Regions from separate parts of the Sus scrofa genome. Here region 1 is linked to region 2. The links are chromatin contacts, called in public Hi-C maps. All regions are on one chromosome and are shown on one strand. Each heading gives the region's core, a stretch centred on a gene start, on an enhancer-like site or on the middle of the called end of the contact. The rest is flanking DNA. Distances are from core to core; before and after follow the strand shown.

Region 1 (3,878 bases), core at 145-2,644, 350 kb before region 2:
TGCAGCCCTAAAAAGCAAAAAAAAATAAAATAATAAAATAAATGTGGCATATCACAGCCCAAAATCAGCTAATGAGAAGTTGTTGTTAGTATTCCCAGGTAAGAAGAATCAGAAATACTTTAAATTTATGACCAAGATGTAGGGTTCCACTGCATAGGCAATAACATGGTCATGAATATAGGACTCTGTAAAAACTTGGTTTTAATACTGAAGTATTTTGCCAGTGGAGGTAAAGATTTTCCTGGCAGGCAATCTGATGGCGCATCTGGCAGAACTACTGACAAGCTGAATCAAATACTTCTTGCACAACCTGGGGAAAGGACATAAGGACACAGTAACTCCCTCAGCTGGAGGAGACCAGAGACCGGCTTACACTTAGTAAAGAGGAGCTAGCTTTTTTTTTTTTTTTCCCAGCTCCAAAGGAGATAGGGTAAACGCACCCAGAGAAGCAGATGAAATGTGAAAAAAAATCTATGCTCAATTACAACCTAGGACATCCAAGTTTGTTGGCTAAAAGCGACCTACTGATTTCTACGGAAAATGCCATTATAAAATTGAGAAGATTTAAAAAATGTCCAGTACTAGAGTGACAGCCGATCTAGGTCCACAAATCCAAGCTGAGGGCTGATGACCCTGTCAGTGTCAGTCTTTTTAACTGTGTCCCTTTTAACCCAGCAAAGGCTGTTACAGGTACCCTTTCCTTACTTCCATCCCCTATTCTGAGTCATTTACTACCAGCCTGACCTCTTTTCCCTATCTCCACCTCCCTCTAGGGGCCGACCTCCTCACCTTCTTTCCTCTCCCACCGATCCACAGAGAAGCGGGCACCCCCATCCACCTGTGCCAACGCCTGGCACACCTGGGCCTGGGTCTCCAGTATCAACAGCTCCATCTTGGTTTTCATGTCCTCCGGCCTAGTCCGCAGCTCGCTCAGGTCAGTCACAGGCGGGGCCATGAAGCAGCTGCAGCGGCGGGCTAGTTCGTCGTCGTCTTCCTCCGGTTTCCCGGGCAAGGTGCTCGGCGTCCCCGAGCTCTTGCGCACCATCTCCGCACGCTCCACCTGCCCGAAGGCGGCAGCGGCCAGCCCTGCCAGCCCCGCTAGCCCCGCCGCCACCCCGGTCCTCAGCCGGGGGCTGCCTCCCGTCGTGGGGCCGTGCCCCAGCCCGCGGCTCTGCTGGGGGCAAGTGGTGCCAGGCGGCCGGCAGAGGCGTCCCACAGCATAGCGCCGGGACCAAGCGCTTAGCTCTCCGCAGCCGGCACGCGCCGCACGCCAGCAGGGGCCCGCGCTCAGCCCGCCCAAGTGCATAGCCCCGCTCCCGCGCTGTCACCCCGGACAGTGCCCGCCTCCCAGAGAGCGGCCCTTGTGCTCCCTGGGGTCCTAAAGAGCGAGCAGCGCCGGGTGAAGGAACTTTTGCGGGAGAAGAGCTACTACCGGGTCGGCTTGCCAGCGGCAGGCGGGAGGCGGGGGATGCCGGGAGCTGTAGTTCTGTCTCCTATCGCCGCCTGCAGGGGCGCACCCGGGAGATAAAAGAATCCACCGCCGCCAGAAGGGCGGGTCCCACGGGAAGAGAACCGGGTGGCGGTGGTAGGAGAGGGCCGTGGAAGCGCTGGAAGAGATAAAAGAAGCCTTCTTGTCACGTACAACCTCTGGTCTGTGGTTCAGCCAGCCACAGGGAGAAGGCAAAGTAGGGCTGGACGGACTGAGGACTAACCTGGGCAGAAATATGCCCAGAGACTCCTGCCCTGACTTACAACTTTTAAACAGCATTGCAAATTCTGGTTCTTTTTATGTATAGAAGGTCCCGGATCCAGTCCTCTAAATCTTCTAAAATTGGTAGGATTGGTGGGGGCGGAGCCTGGGAAACTCCTAACCTATGGGCTAGTTTTTCAAAGGAGTCAGAAAAGCTAATGAAAATGGTCCTAAGAAAATCCTAGGAAAAGATTTTCTGCGATCAACACCATAGCACATTTCTATCATTAAAATCTTCCCAGGCCTTGCTCCTACAGTGTACAATTGATTGTTCTAGCAATAGGAAAAGCAAAAGTGTTTTTCTAAACCAGCATAAAACTCATGACCTGTTGTATTTGGGTGATCGAGGAATAAGAAACTTTAAAATATTTATCATCCTGCAGTTGTAGGGTGCTGCCAAATATATCTCACGTTTAATACTCCCAATAACTCCTGTAAACTAGGCAGGACACACTCCTCCTTATTCCCCAAAACACATGAGCGCAGGCGCGCGCGCACACGCACGCGCACACACACACACACATGCTTTTAAAGAAATGAGAAACGAAGCTAACATAGATTTCATAGTTGTTGTTGTTTTTTTCCCCTGTAACCGTACCACAGTTCCATGTTGTCTGCATATGAGTGTAAGAACAATTGTCATGGGCTCCTTTGTCCCTTAAATCTCCAGGATGATTTTCATTTCAAGCAGCAGATAATTATTTAAGCCACCAGTGGTAGTTTCTACAAGCTTTTTCTTAGTGGCTAGATGTAATTATGGAACTTCCATGGCTACATGTTTGACCAGTTGTTTAGGGCAGTGTATTTTATCCAATTACAGCAGCATCTGGCAGCTCTCACATGGGAGCAGAGTGTTAGCTGGGTGGGCAAGCCTAACTCTCTAGAGATTCAGTAAATGGTAAAAGCTTAGATTAAGAAGTGATTAAACTGCTTTGGAGGATGCTTTACCTGTGAGACTGAGTTGGCAAAGGAAATATAAAAACTACCATTCTAGAATGTGGCCACTGCAAGGAATGTGGGGACTGAGTGAGCACTAAGAGGGGACCAAACCCAGCCCAGAAGCCTGGCAGTTCCTTTGGCAGGGGAGACACCAGAACTGAGCAACCTGGAGAAGGTTCAGCCTTCAACAAAGTGAGGGAGGGTCTGGGAGTTCTTTGGGAGAGGAATAAAGAAACATTAAGTAGGGGAAGAAAAAGGAGTTCCCTTTGTGACTCAAGGGGCTGAGAACCTGATATAGTGTCTGTGAGGATGTGAGTTGGATCCCTGGCCTCCCTCGGTAGTTAAGTATCCGTCATTGCCACAAGCAACATAGGCTATAGATGTGGCTCAGATATCTTGTTACTGTGGCTGTGGCATAGGCCAGCAGCTGTAGCTGTGATTTGACCCCTGGTCTAGGAACTTCCATATGCTGCAGAGGCGACTGAAGAAAGAGAAAAGGAAGGAAGGAAGAAGGAAGGGAGGGAAGGAGAGGAAGAAAGAAAGAATGTTAGTTGAGCATCAACCCTTCTTGACTAATCTAGACCATTGAAAAGAATACCTGGAGTTCCCACCATCATGGCTCAGCAGTTACCGAACCCTACTAGCATCCATAAGATTGCGGGTTCAGTCCTTGGCCTCGCTCAGTGAGTTAAGGATCCGGCATTGCCCTGAGCTGTGGCGTAGGTTGCAGACACAGCTGGGATCTGGCGTTGTGTGGTTGTGGTATAGGCTGGTGGCTACAGCTCGGATTTTATCCCTGGCCTGGGAGCCTCCATATGTCATGAGTGTGGCCCTAAAAAGATGAATGAAAGAAAGAAAGAAAGAAAGAAAGAAAGAAAGGAAGGAAGGAAGGAAGGAAGGAAGGAAGGAAGGAAGGAAGGAAGGAAGGAAGGAAAAAGAAAGAGAGAGGAAAGAAAACCTCAAGGTATAAGAGAGGAGATGAAGGGCAGGTGATGTTTGTGTTCAGAGAAGAGAGATACACAGGGCAGCTGGGGGCCTCAACTCCAGCAGGGATACCCTCGCTGCATCCTGGGTCCAAGGCCTGTGCACCTGCCCACAATCACTTGGTCACTCCTAATTCTATTCCTGCCAACCTTTCTCTACCTTGCCAACCTCGTGTGCCTTTCCCCTGAGTTTGCCCCTACCTAAA
Region 2 (4,001 bases), core at 575-3,074:
AAAAATATATTTACAGGTAGTTTTTCAGAGAACTATTTGAATACCATTGCTATCCTCTTGGGCTTGCATCACATATTATATGCACAAATTTTTAAATGCATCCTATAGCAACTAATAATTATTTCAAACTCAACTACCAATTAATTTGAAAGCTTGATGTCCCCTTTCCACTATCTGCTTTTTCCCCTCCCCTGTTTCGAATTGCATATTCATTTTCTTCAAATACTATTGTGAAGAGTGTTAAAAGATAATTTTCAAAAAATGTTAAAATCATGACTCTCAAAGAGACAAAAATGAATAGGTGTTAAAGATTTTATTCTGCTCATTAACTTATGTTGTTACCCAAAATCTAAATTCACATCTTGGTGGGTGTTGAGACACTACTAAGTCAAAGTTTGGGAGAAGGAAGGATTTATTCTTACTTGTAGGAACTAAGGAGAACACAGGGGATTGTTCCCAAAGAAAAATCTCTCTAAAGGGCAAAACTAAGGAAGTTTTAAGCTAAGGGTGCATGCATATTCATGAAGAGGCTTGAGCAAAGGAGAATTCAGCACGGAATTGGGACAAATGTCTTTGACAGAGCCCAAGCTTCAGCTGATTGAAATCAGATGGTTAACATCAGTATTCCATCCTCCACCTTGGTGTGGGCTTAAGCTCCTACAGAACTCAAAAGACCTGTATCAGGTTGTGGTGTATATTCCTTGAGGAGGAACTAGGATTCTGTCTTATTGCTGAACTATTGTTTCTTGACTGCTTTTCCTTTGTTCCTGCCTTCCCTTACTTTTCTTAAGAACAATGGTTGCTGAGACCTGTTCAAGGGCAATCATTATGGCCTGGCTTAGATCACAAAATGGCTTAGGCCAAAATAGCTTCTTTTATATCAAGAAAGCCATTCCTGGTTCTCTTTCTCCAAGGACCCCTTAACCTATCTTCTTACAATGAGGATAACAGGCAGATGTTATAACTGGTTCTAGAGAATCTGAAGAAACAGATACCTTTATAAATCAGGAATATGGAAATGAATGTGCAAATGGAGGCAAAAGTTGTTTCCCCACAGGAAGGAAAGGGAAATCAATTGAGTCTTTATTGGACATGACATGATTTGTATATCAATATACAAGAATTATTTTTCATTGTTACCACTTATCTTCAATTTATAGAGTTGCAAAAGAGCACAAGGATAACAGACTAGTATCAGATAATCCTGAGAGTGTTCTCTAGAGCCCAGGCGATGCATAGTTTTCAAGTACAACTTTCTTTCCTACAAGAGAGAATAATTTTATGCTTGATGTTCTTTCCTTTATCAGTTTTCTTAGAAAACAGGCATAAACCTCTGGGTTTCCATATCAGATTCTTATTATCTGTCTCACACAGAATACAATGAAATTGGGTAAGAATTTGCAGAATACACATATGAGATAGTTCATGATTAGAAGTTCTTTTCCCCAATTGTTTTATTTAACTGTGTGAAATATTCAATTTTCTCTTGTTCCTTAGCATTCATTATATCCATATAGCAAATATTTACCAATTACCTATTTATCTGGTGTCAGGTCTAAGAAAACAGAAGTAGATCAATGTCTCTGTTCTTAAGAAACTTAATACAACAGATATGAATTGTATTTCAGACACTCAGAGGTGTAACAAATATCAACATAATTTATTTTTTTTTAATCAAAATACTCTGAATCTGAGACTCAGACACCTGCTTGGCAAATCATTTAATCTCAGTCATTATACAGCTTTCATGATGCTCTGTGAAGGTCCCAATGGTAATAAAAAAAGCAAAATATTTGTGTGGCTTATCTATGGCCTTTGATCCTGAAGGGGAAAGTTGTGCAAAGCTTAGTAATTTAGTAGGCATTCTGGCTAGCTCATCTATGTGGACTCATCCCTGCTTTTGGCTGTTTTTGACTAGGTTATCTTACAGGTTCATAGAGATAGAAGTTAGCTTGTAGAATTTTTGTTGTTGTTGTTGTCTTTTTAGGGCCATACCCATGGCATATGGAGGTTCTCAGACTAGGGCTCGAATCAGAGCCGTAGCCACCAGACTACACCACAGCCACAGCAATGTCAGAACCGAGCCGTGTTTGTGACCTATGCCACAGATCACAGCAATACTGGATACTTAACCCACTAGTTGAGGCCAGGTATCGAACCAGAATCATCATGGATGATAGTTAGATTCTTTTCTGCTGATCCATGACAGGAACTCCCTAGGAGTTCAATAATGAAAATATTTCCTAAGGGCAGCCAAGAAAATGATTCCTGTTCATGGCAAGGCAAGAGAGTTTTGTCAGATAGAGAATATAAATCTCTGGAAGTCAAATTCCCATTTTATATACCTTACTGGTTCTCTTATTACTGAGTTAAATAAAATCCTTGATGTGTTCATTTTGTATTCACATGAGAGTGATGATTTTATTCTCTTTTAAAATGTGTACAGTCTGTTAACCTAAAAAACTATGCAGAAGGCTGTGAATAAGAGATTATTTGGGGTCTTAAAATAAATAAAACAAATACTAACAGACAAAAAGGGAGAAACTGATGGGAATACAATACTAGTAGGAGATTTTAACACCTCACTCACATTAAAGGACAGATTTTCAAGACATAAAATCAACAAGGCAACAGAGATTCTAAATCATATAATAAAACAGTTAGATTTAATTTATATTTTCAGGACATTACACCCTGAAAAAGCAGAATGTGCACATGGAACATCCTCTAGGATTGACTACACAATAGAGCACAAAAGGAGCCTCAACAAATTTAAGAATATAAAAATTATTTCAAGCATCTTTTCACAGTGGCATGAAACTAGAAATCAACATAAAACAGAAAAAGAAATGAGAAAAAAACAATTACATGAGACTGAACAACGAGTTACCAAAAAACCCCAATATTAATGATAAATCAAAGAAGAAGCTAAAAAATATTTTGAGGCAAATGACAATGAAGACACAACCATACAAAATCTGTGGAATGCTGCAAAAGGTGTTCTTAGAGGGAAGTTCATGGTGATGCATGCCTTATTTAGAACATAATATAGGTCAGAGAGAAAATAAAGTAGATATTAAAAAGCCAATAGATTATTAAACAGAAGAAAAAGGAAAAAAAATCAATAAAACCAAGAGGTCATTCTTCAAAAGGGTAAACAAAATTGACAAACCACTTTCCAGACTCAAAAAGAAGAAAAGAAAGAACCCAAATAAACAAAATCAGAAATGAAAAAGGAGAAATCTCCACTGATACTGCAGAAATAAAAAAAAAACACACATAAGAACACTATGAACAATTATATGTCAACAAATCTGAAAACCTCAGAGAGATGGACAACTTTCTGGTAAAACCAGCCCACTAAAATGAATCAAGATGAAATAAATAACTTTAACAGACCAATAACTAGAAGTAAAATAGAGTCTGTAATAATAAAAAAAAAACTCCCTAAAAAAAAGTCCAGGTCCAAATGGTTTCACAGGGGAATTCTACCAAACATACGAAGAAAAACTTTTGCTGATCCTTCTCAAACTCTTCCAAAAGTTTGAAGAGAGAGGAACATTCCCAAAGATATTCTATGAAGCCACCATCACTCTAATACTATCTAATCTATCTAATACTATCTAATACTATCTAATAATATCACACAAAGAAACTACCAAAAAACTACCAAAAAAGAAAATTACAGTACAATATCTTCAATGAATATAGATGCAAAAATTCTCAACAAAAATATTAGCAAACTGAATCTAAAAACATAAAAATATCATACACCACAACTAACTGGGATTTATTCAAGGGTCACAAGAATGGTTCAACATATATAAATCAATCAATGTGATACATCACATCAACAAAAGAAAAAACAAAACACATGATGAACTCAAAAGATGCAGAAAAAAAATTTGATAAAATTTAATATCCATTCATGATAAAAACTCTTACCATGTTGGATACAGAGAGAATATATCTCATTGTCATGAACCCATTTATGACAACCC

What was found. A called contact is a pair of places that touch in the nucleus more often than the background predicts.
Region 1: a Hi-C map of liver shows a contact between it and region 2, with 7 times the contacts expected there. The contact joins the promoter of CPOX here to the enhancer-like site in region 2. A contact is called at or near these places in 3 of 5 promoter capture datasets (fetal skeletal muscle and liver), 20 of 47 Hi-C or Micro-C datasets (adipocytes, alveolar macrophages, embryonic fibroblasts and 13 more) and 2 of 2 datasets of contacts at active chromatin or transcription factors (alveolar macrophages and skeletal muscle).

What each region holds. Positions count from the first base shown.
Region 1 is chr13:160,329,952-160,333,829 of Sscrofa11.1, reverse strand. CPOX (coproporphyrinogen oxidase) reads right to left here and starts at 1,394. Exons shown (of 7, transcript NM_001243844.1): 1 at 790-1,394. The coding sequence starts at 1,306.
Region 2 is chr13:159,980,899-159,984,899 of Sscrofa11.1, reverse strand. No RefSeq gene overlaps it. Among named protein-coding and RNA genes, the nearest start is that of DCBLD2, 81 kb to the left of the region's middle. Within about 2 kb of position 1,824, at least 1 of the 83 cell types and tissues checked has an H3K27ac peak or open chromatin away from gene starts, as enhancers often do. A contact at or near this core is called in liver, where this site is marked.